2 separate regions of the Bombyx mori genome follow, and region 1 is linked to region 2. Evidence: chromatin contacts called from public Hi-C data. All regions are on one chromosome and are shown on one strand. The core of a region is the stretch at or near the end of the contact, and the rest is flanking DNA. Distances in the headings are between cores, read along the strand shown.

Region 1 (3,927 bases), core at 1,253-3,752, 61 kb before region 2:
ACACAAAAAAAAAACGAAAAACCACAATCAAAATGGTTCAGCCATTTTCAATCTCAGCGTGCGCGGTAAAACGCGTTGACAAAGTTTATATCATGTACCTACAGATAGAAGAAGAACAGAGCTGTGATCACCTCATGGGCTTAGTCACTCTTAAATCTTAAAGTTGACTCTTGAATTTGTATTGTAAAAGGCATTTGGCATTCGTAGTCTCAGCTTAATTGTTCTTGTGTATGGACGACCACGAAAACTGTAACTGGACATGTTGGAAATAGTAAAATAATAAACATATATATATATAAACATAAATAATATAAAAAAATTTATATACAGGGTATGAAACATATTAAATTGTTTTAATACTCTGAGTTCGTGAATAAATTTAATTGTAATTATTGAAAAATGAATTAATTTAATAAGACATTCTAGCCTATTAGTAATGATGTTAATTTTACATAAGAATAATAATAATGCATATCGACGCTTGAAAGGCAAACTTGACTAAGCGACGGTGCGTGAACTTTACAGTAGACTAATTTGAAGTTGAAATACCTGAGAAAAATTCTATTTTAACGAATCTAGCTGTAGGATTGAAATGATTTTAATAGACCTAGAAATATATTTTTTTTGCGCATCGAATATTATTGCCTATCATTTATGTACAAAGCAGTTATTGTCGCTTAGTCACGTTTGCCTTTCAAGCGTCGATATAATTAATTCATGTGATCTCAATGTAATTTGTATGTTTTAGGGTGCAATTTAACATCCTTAATTAAAATGTTAATATATTACAACCTATTACAAAATAATACCTATATATTACAACGATAACCCATATTGACAAATAAAACATCACTGCATTTATTTCTACATGTTTCTGCAGTAAAAGTATTTTAGCAAAGCTATGAACGCAAACGCCCCATTTCTTAGAGAGCTCTAACCGCTCATTATGGATATCACCCATTCTAGGGGTACATTAAAAGCTGCCATTTTTCTCTGAATGTGTCATTGACAATGCATAAAAGGTTTTAATTGTCCGTTGTATCATTAAAAAAAAGTCTTATTTTAATAGCTGTTAAAGCAATTGGAGGATACCGTTATACAAATGCCTAAGTAAATCTCGAGCACTCAAAAATGTTAGGGTTGCGGGTACTCAAAAATTTTCGCTTCGTAGCTTTGTTAGTAATTATAAATTATTTTTTTATTGAATACGCGAAATTCGTTCTAGAGATGAGGCGATGTAGCTTAATCCACAAGGTCCTTATTTATTAAGGACCTTCTGAAGGATTGTTCTTAAGGAGAGATCCGTTCTTGTTGGAAATAACGTAAAAATTAACGGAACTTTAACGCAATTAAGTACCAATTAAATACCAAATTAAATACCAATCCAAATTTTATACCAATTAAATACCAAATATGATGATTATTATGAATCCAACAAAAATCAAGCATTTTTTTTTTATTGCCCTTGTAGGCAGACGAGCATACGACCCACCTAATGGTGAGTGGTTACCGTCGCCCATGGACCTCAGCAATGCCAGGGGCAGAGCCAAGCCGCTGCCTACCGCTTAATACTCTCCACAAGCCTCTTTTTAAGAAGGACATGTCATAGCGCTCGGGAAACACCGTGGAGGGGAGCTCATTCCATAGCCGGATGGTTACAACATAATAAAAAAAAAATAGTTTGGTCTATAAATTTTGCTCTTCCTACTGGTGGTAGGACCTCTTGTGAGTCTGCATGGGTAGGTACCACCACCCTGCCTATTTCTGCCGCGAAGCAGTAATGCGTTTCGGTTTGAAGGGTGGGCCAGCCGTTGTAACTATACTTGAGACCTTAGAACTTATATCTCAAGGTTGGGTGGCGCATTTACGTTATAGATGTCTATGGGCTCCAGTAACCTCTTAACACCAGGTGGGCTGTGAGCTCTTCCACCCATCTAAGCAATAAAAAAAAAAAAAGATGTGTGATGTCGTGGCACACCGGATAAGAACGAAGTTCTTTATTATAAAAATATTAATTTTACGTTCTATTCGAGGTATAAAGAAAATAATTATTCGGGTATACATTTTTTATTATGATTTTTTATTGATAAAAATAAATAAAAACTACTTTACAAAGTTATCAACTTTATTTTATTCACAATGATTTATAAAAAATATAATAATAATATACAAAGAAACACCTATTTATATGAATAATAATAATAACCGTCATCACGTAGACTATACATTAGACACTGTATAGCCATCATACTAAGATTATACATAAATAATAAAAATCTTACGTTACGGACGTTTTTTCCCGGTCTGGGTGCCCCTCCGCATCGTCCCACAAGGAACTTCGTTCCAAAAATAAAAAAATAAAAAGCCATATTATGAGCTGCTTCTAAAAAAGGACTTCAGAATTTTGCAAAGTTGAATGGTTCGCTCAGTGAATGATGATTACAACAGATTACAGCCCTAGGCAGTTGCAAGGCTACGTAGCGTGACCGGTTGGGATCGCCCAAACAGTCTCCATGTTTGTTTTTGTACGCATTTACGTGGCTTCCTTAACTTTCTATGCTCATAATGAGTGCAATGACGAATAAATTTAGATTTTTTTTTATTGCTTACTTGGGTGAACGAGCTCACAGCCCACCTGGTGTTAAGTGGTTACTGGAGCCCATAGACATCTACAACGTAAATGCGCCACCCACCTTGAGATATAAGTTCTAAGGTCTCAAGTATAGTTACAACGCCTGCCCCACCTTTTAAACCGAAACGCATTACTGCTTCAAGGCAAAAATAGGCAGGGTGGTGGTACCTACCCGCGAGGACTCTCAAGAGGTCCTACCACCAGTGAGTCGTAACAAGCTAAAAAATACATTTATGCACCCAGTCTGTTTCGAAAAGGTTTTATTTGTGCTACTACTGTTTTCTGATTTAATAAGATCGATAACTTCATTATTGACGTAAGTAATTGGATTAACTTATTCTAACCTAATCGCATTTACAGTGCCTTTTTATTTATTGCGTAGACAGGTGAACGAATTCACGATCCATCCGCATACTATCCATAAGGGACACTAAATTGTCGTCAATCAGCCGAAATCTGCCTTGAGAGTCTTTAGAAAATATTACGAAATTTATTTAAGTGTGAGGCTTGTTAAGGGCCACTTTTGTCTATCTGTATTGACCCTACAATCTTGTGACCTTTAAGAGAAGCTTACAATATCGAGCGAACAATGTCAGCATAATTACGACTGCACAATTTTCGAGTTTAATTTCGATACAGTTACGACTTCAAATTACGTACAAGAATTCTTACGATTTGTCGGGTATTATATAATTTTGCGAGTTCAGAGTACGCGGGCAATGATTATGTTTAATGATAAAGGAACCGAGTAATCAGCAGGAAAACTCGAGTACAAAATTCAGAGCTCTCGAGACGAATAAAGTTTTATTTCTCTGAGCTTTTGTACGAGAATTTGTAAGATTCTTTCTGCCTTGCGTTTTACCTTGTTGTTTCGTCTCTGAATATTTAAAAATACATTTTAACTTTTAACTTTTATATTGAGTACAATTCCCATTGTTTTTTCTCTCGTTTAAACAGATGAAAGCTCACGGCGCACCTGGTATTAATTGGTTACTGGGACCTATAGACATCATCATCCTAAATACCGCTACGTACCTTGAGACATGAATTTTAAGTCAAGTTCTATAGTACTACTTTATCTTATATCTCAAACATATACCTGATTAAAACTATTATTACATTCATTAATTAATAATGTAGTAAAACAGAAGGACTTTTCTTCTTAAGAATTTTACGTCGGTACTCATTAAAGCAATCGTTTATGAACTCTAGTGTGGTGGTGTAAGTTTTTATTAGCATTCGCTGATTCGTATGTATTTCTTAAGTGATATTAGCAGAAAATAAATACAAGAAAA
Region 2 (3,945 bases), core at 1,382-3,881:
CGGTTGCGGACTTCGATTCCGGGTGGTAACTGATACGAAAAGTACTACATGTTCACGGTCTAAGTTACGAACGATTATGAAATTTTGAATATTTAACTGTCAACTAACACGGCATTTGTTTTAGTAGTATTAGTAGTTTTATTTTCCCAATTGAAAAGGCAAAGTTATCATACCATACAGTCTAATAATTTATATGCCTTTGTTTTATTGCTGTCTAAAGGCAAAAGGTCTTCGGACTTAATGGGTCTGTGACCATAGAACACTAAACGAAGGTGACGTCATCTTATTGATTCGCGCGCAAAATATGACACGGTTATGATGGTGACTTGTGGTGACACGTTTTCTTCAAAGTTTCCGGAGTCGTTAATATGAATAGAACAATTAGATGGATGAATTGGTAAGCAATCGAATTAAATTGAAAGCAAAAGTTTGTTTAGACTCGTATGGGTATGCAAATGGGTAAACACTAGCTGACCCAGCAAACGTGTTTTGCCATATAAATTATTTCTAGGAAAAGGAAGGAAGGAACCTAGGTTTTGGCGTTGTGCCAAGCTGATTTTAATAACCGCGAGAAAAGTGTATTAGGTTGGACACAATTCAAGTTGCATAAATAATAATTTTAGTCACTTTATACATCTACATCTCTAGATAAACTTGGTAATAAACTTTATACTACAAATACCTTAGACTGATAATAATTATATAATACCTTAACTTTATTCTATATCTAACTATATCTCGCGTTTATTATTTTCATTTTATTATTTTTTAATGTTCTGATTACCTCAGCTAAATTTACTATAATTCTTTTTTAAAAACATAGTTTGCACTATATTAAATTTTCGACGAATAACACTTTAGTGTTCAGTGAGACAACGACAACTGTAAAGCATTAGAAATAATAAACGGGATATTAAACCATAAAAGTAGGTTATTATAATGATATTTATAATAATAAATAATAAAAAGCCTTTTATTTCATATAAATGACATAAAAACAAAAATTAACGCAATGTGATCTTTGCCATTAAATAACTTTTTTTATAGCTCAGATGGGTGGACGAGCTCACAGCTCACCTGGTGTTAAGTGGTTACTGAAGCCCATAGAGATCTACAACGTAAATGCGCCACCCACTTTGAGATATAAGTTCTAAGGTCTCAGTATAGTTACAACTATATAAGTATATCGTCTCAGTATAGTAACGAATAAAAATGTTTGCTGAATAATATTAGTTACTATTTCCCACTTTTTAGAACCCCTCCTCAGGTAAAAAAAACCTCCTCCAAGGATAGCGAATTTTCTCTAAATTGGGCAATTTTAACCCAGTTTGTAGTTGTTACTTCTTTATATCTTCTTCCCATCTAGTATATGGTCTTCCCCTCTTTCTTTTTCCTAGGGGGCCCTTCCATATTGTTACTTTTTTGTCCATCTCTGGTCTTGAGGGCGTGCTACATGTCCAGCCCTTTTCCATTTTAAAATTAAGGCTTGAACTAATACTAACTTGTTTTTGCTAATTTCTCTGATTTTTTGTTGATAGATTTTCGGACTTTCTGTTGATGATCTGATTTCTGAATGTTACAAGACCCGCGAAATCCGAATTATTTTTAGCCTTAGTATACAGGCGATCGTAGGGCCCAGCTGATGGGGAGCAGTCACTGTCGTTCATGGATGCGCAATGCGAGTCGCCTATCGCGAAAAATATTATACTAAAATATTTTATTAATCTTATTTTAAATTACAAGCAGCATGAATTATATTTTTACAATGAACACACATTATATTTTTCACAGGCGCTTTCTTCCGAATCTACGAAAACATTTTAAAAGTTATTGCTAGTTTGTCTATTATAAGCCCAATAAAACTTGATAATTTTAGTTTTAAATTATTTATTCTTTGAGAAGTTACTAAAATGGCTTAGAAAGTCGTTTGAGCTAAATTTTTTTACTTCTCAACAAACACGCTTCAACTTATGTCTTGATTACGTAGAAAACAAGTCTAGCGTTCGTCTGTCACCGGGGGACTGCCGCATTGACCCACAGACCGTATTCAGTTATAAAACTTGCTTCAGAACATTATAAAATTACACACATAGCTGTAACTCAACCTGAAAATACAAACTTAACTATTTTATATTAGACTGATGGGAGATGTCTTGAAAGAAAACGCTACACATGCTTTTGACGTGACAACGGCTTATAATTCGATGGAGCCTGCACGCACGAAAAAACATGACTCATGCGGCGTTACCTCGCTCTGAGGCGTACATGTTTTCGTCAAGTATGAAGTTCAGTGAAAACTGAATCTGGTGTCAATTTTTTCTAGCAACGATAATTGCGATAATTGAAAAATGAAACCATTCCATCATTATTTTCTTTTGACGTTGTCACATTCAACTATCGTCAGTAAACCGACTTTACAGACAACCGATTTTTTAATAACAATAGACAACATAAGTTATACACTCCGTATTTGAACTGTTCCCGAAAACAGACTGGTGATTCGGAATCTTGTCACGATAACAATAACAAAAAATGACATACGAAATTTTCAATAATGTATCGCATGGAATGTAAGATCGATTAAATGTCAGGTGACGCGCGGAATGTATGGACGTGAGCACTAACTTTTTTTTCCAATATACTCGTATTACATATTTGCCGTATAGTATACAGAGAGTAGTTTTTTAAATATTTTTTATTTCTATATCGTTTTTAAGGGTAAGTTTGAGGCATTGAAAGTTTTGAAGGCCCAATTGGTGTAGAGTTATCACGAGAGTTATGCACCGGCACTAAGTTTCTACCGGGATCTTTGCAATGGCTCATGATTCCAATCCGGTGGTAGATTCAGCGAGCACTGCTCTTGCTAGGGCTAGTGTTAACAAGTTCTGTCAGGTTCAGCCCGTGAGCTCGCCCACCCGTCCGCGCTTATTTGGATTAACCCCTCGAGGCCACTAACGACTAGGGTTTTTTTTTATTTTTTTGTTAGTGCTCTTGTAGGCAAACGAGCATACGGCCCACCTGATGGTGAGTGGCTACCGTCGCCCATGGACTTCAGCAATGGCAGTGGCAGATCCAATTCGCTGCCTACCTGGTAGAAAGAAAAAACAAAATATAGATCGTAAAAAAATAACAACTCTTCAAAATGCCGAAACACGTGACGGAAAGTCTATTGTAATTTGATCTTTCCTTAATCATCCATAAAGAGCAGCGGACTTGGGTCTTTGAGTTTTTTGTACACGCCAAGACATTGGAATTGCAGACTTCATATCGTTTGTTTCGATTTATGCAAGTTTTTCTCAGTTTTAGGATAGTTCACAACTGATTTCAAAGCGAAGCTATGTGAGCAGAAATAAAGCTCTGTTCCACAACTCTGATCCATACATCGAGTCAAACTTTCGTGAATTTCACAATACGTAAACAAAACTTTTAATCCTACATTTTGTCAGTTTTTTTTGGATCTAGTCATGTAATTGCCAAACTTTTTCCTCTGGCGTTGGAGCTATTGGATGGTATGAGCGATTAATCCACCGAACATCGTCACTTTTGCACCACAGCATCCAACCTCCATATGAAATGTAGCTTGGAAAGAGGAAGAACGGAAAGCAAGAGCTTGCGCAAATTAAAGTTACAATTCGTCGGCTAACTAACAGCATTTTAAAGACGTAATTGTCAACACAACTATTTACTTCCGAGGATCTTGACTGTTAAATTTCGATCAGAATCTCTGCCACCTTAAATTATCGAATCCCAATCTTCCGTGTTCTGTATTAATATCCTGACTTGATTCTCTGTCTTATTTCTATCTCGACTGGTAACCATGGGCTTACCATTTCCAACGAAGGTTATCGTGCTGACGGCCCGTTGAACATCGCTTAACCTAACTATAACCAAACCACGGATTATATCACTGCAATCGCGCTTCAAGTAATGGATTGTAGCCTTTAG

What was found. A called contact is a pair of places that touch in the nucleus more often than the background predicts.
Region 1: a contact with region 2 is called in a Hi-C map of middle silk gland, with 2.1 times the contacts expected there. The contact joins two enhancer-like sites. A contact is called at or near these places in 2 of 7 Hi-C or Micro-C datasets (middle silk gland and whole pupa).

The regions. Positions count from the first base shown.
Region 1 is chr23:12,665,531-12,669,457 of ASM3026992v2, reverse strand. All of the region lies in intron 2 of LOC100174824 (fez1), which reads left to right. Among protein-coding and RNA genes, the nearest start is that of LOC100174824, 19 kb to the left of the region's middle. Within about 2 kb of position 2,502, at least 1 of the 8 cell types and tissues checked has open chromatin away from gene starts, as enhancers often do.
Region 2 is chr23:12,604,242-12,608,186 of ASM3026992v2, reverse strand. All of the region lies in intron 2 of LOC100174824 (fez1), which reads left to right. Among protein-coding and RNA genes, the nearest start is that of LOC101738187, 36 kb to the right of the region's middle. Within about 2 kb of position 2,631, at least 2 of the 8 cell types and tissues checked have open chromatin away from gene starts, as enhancers often do.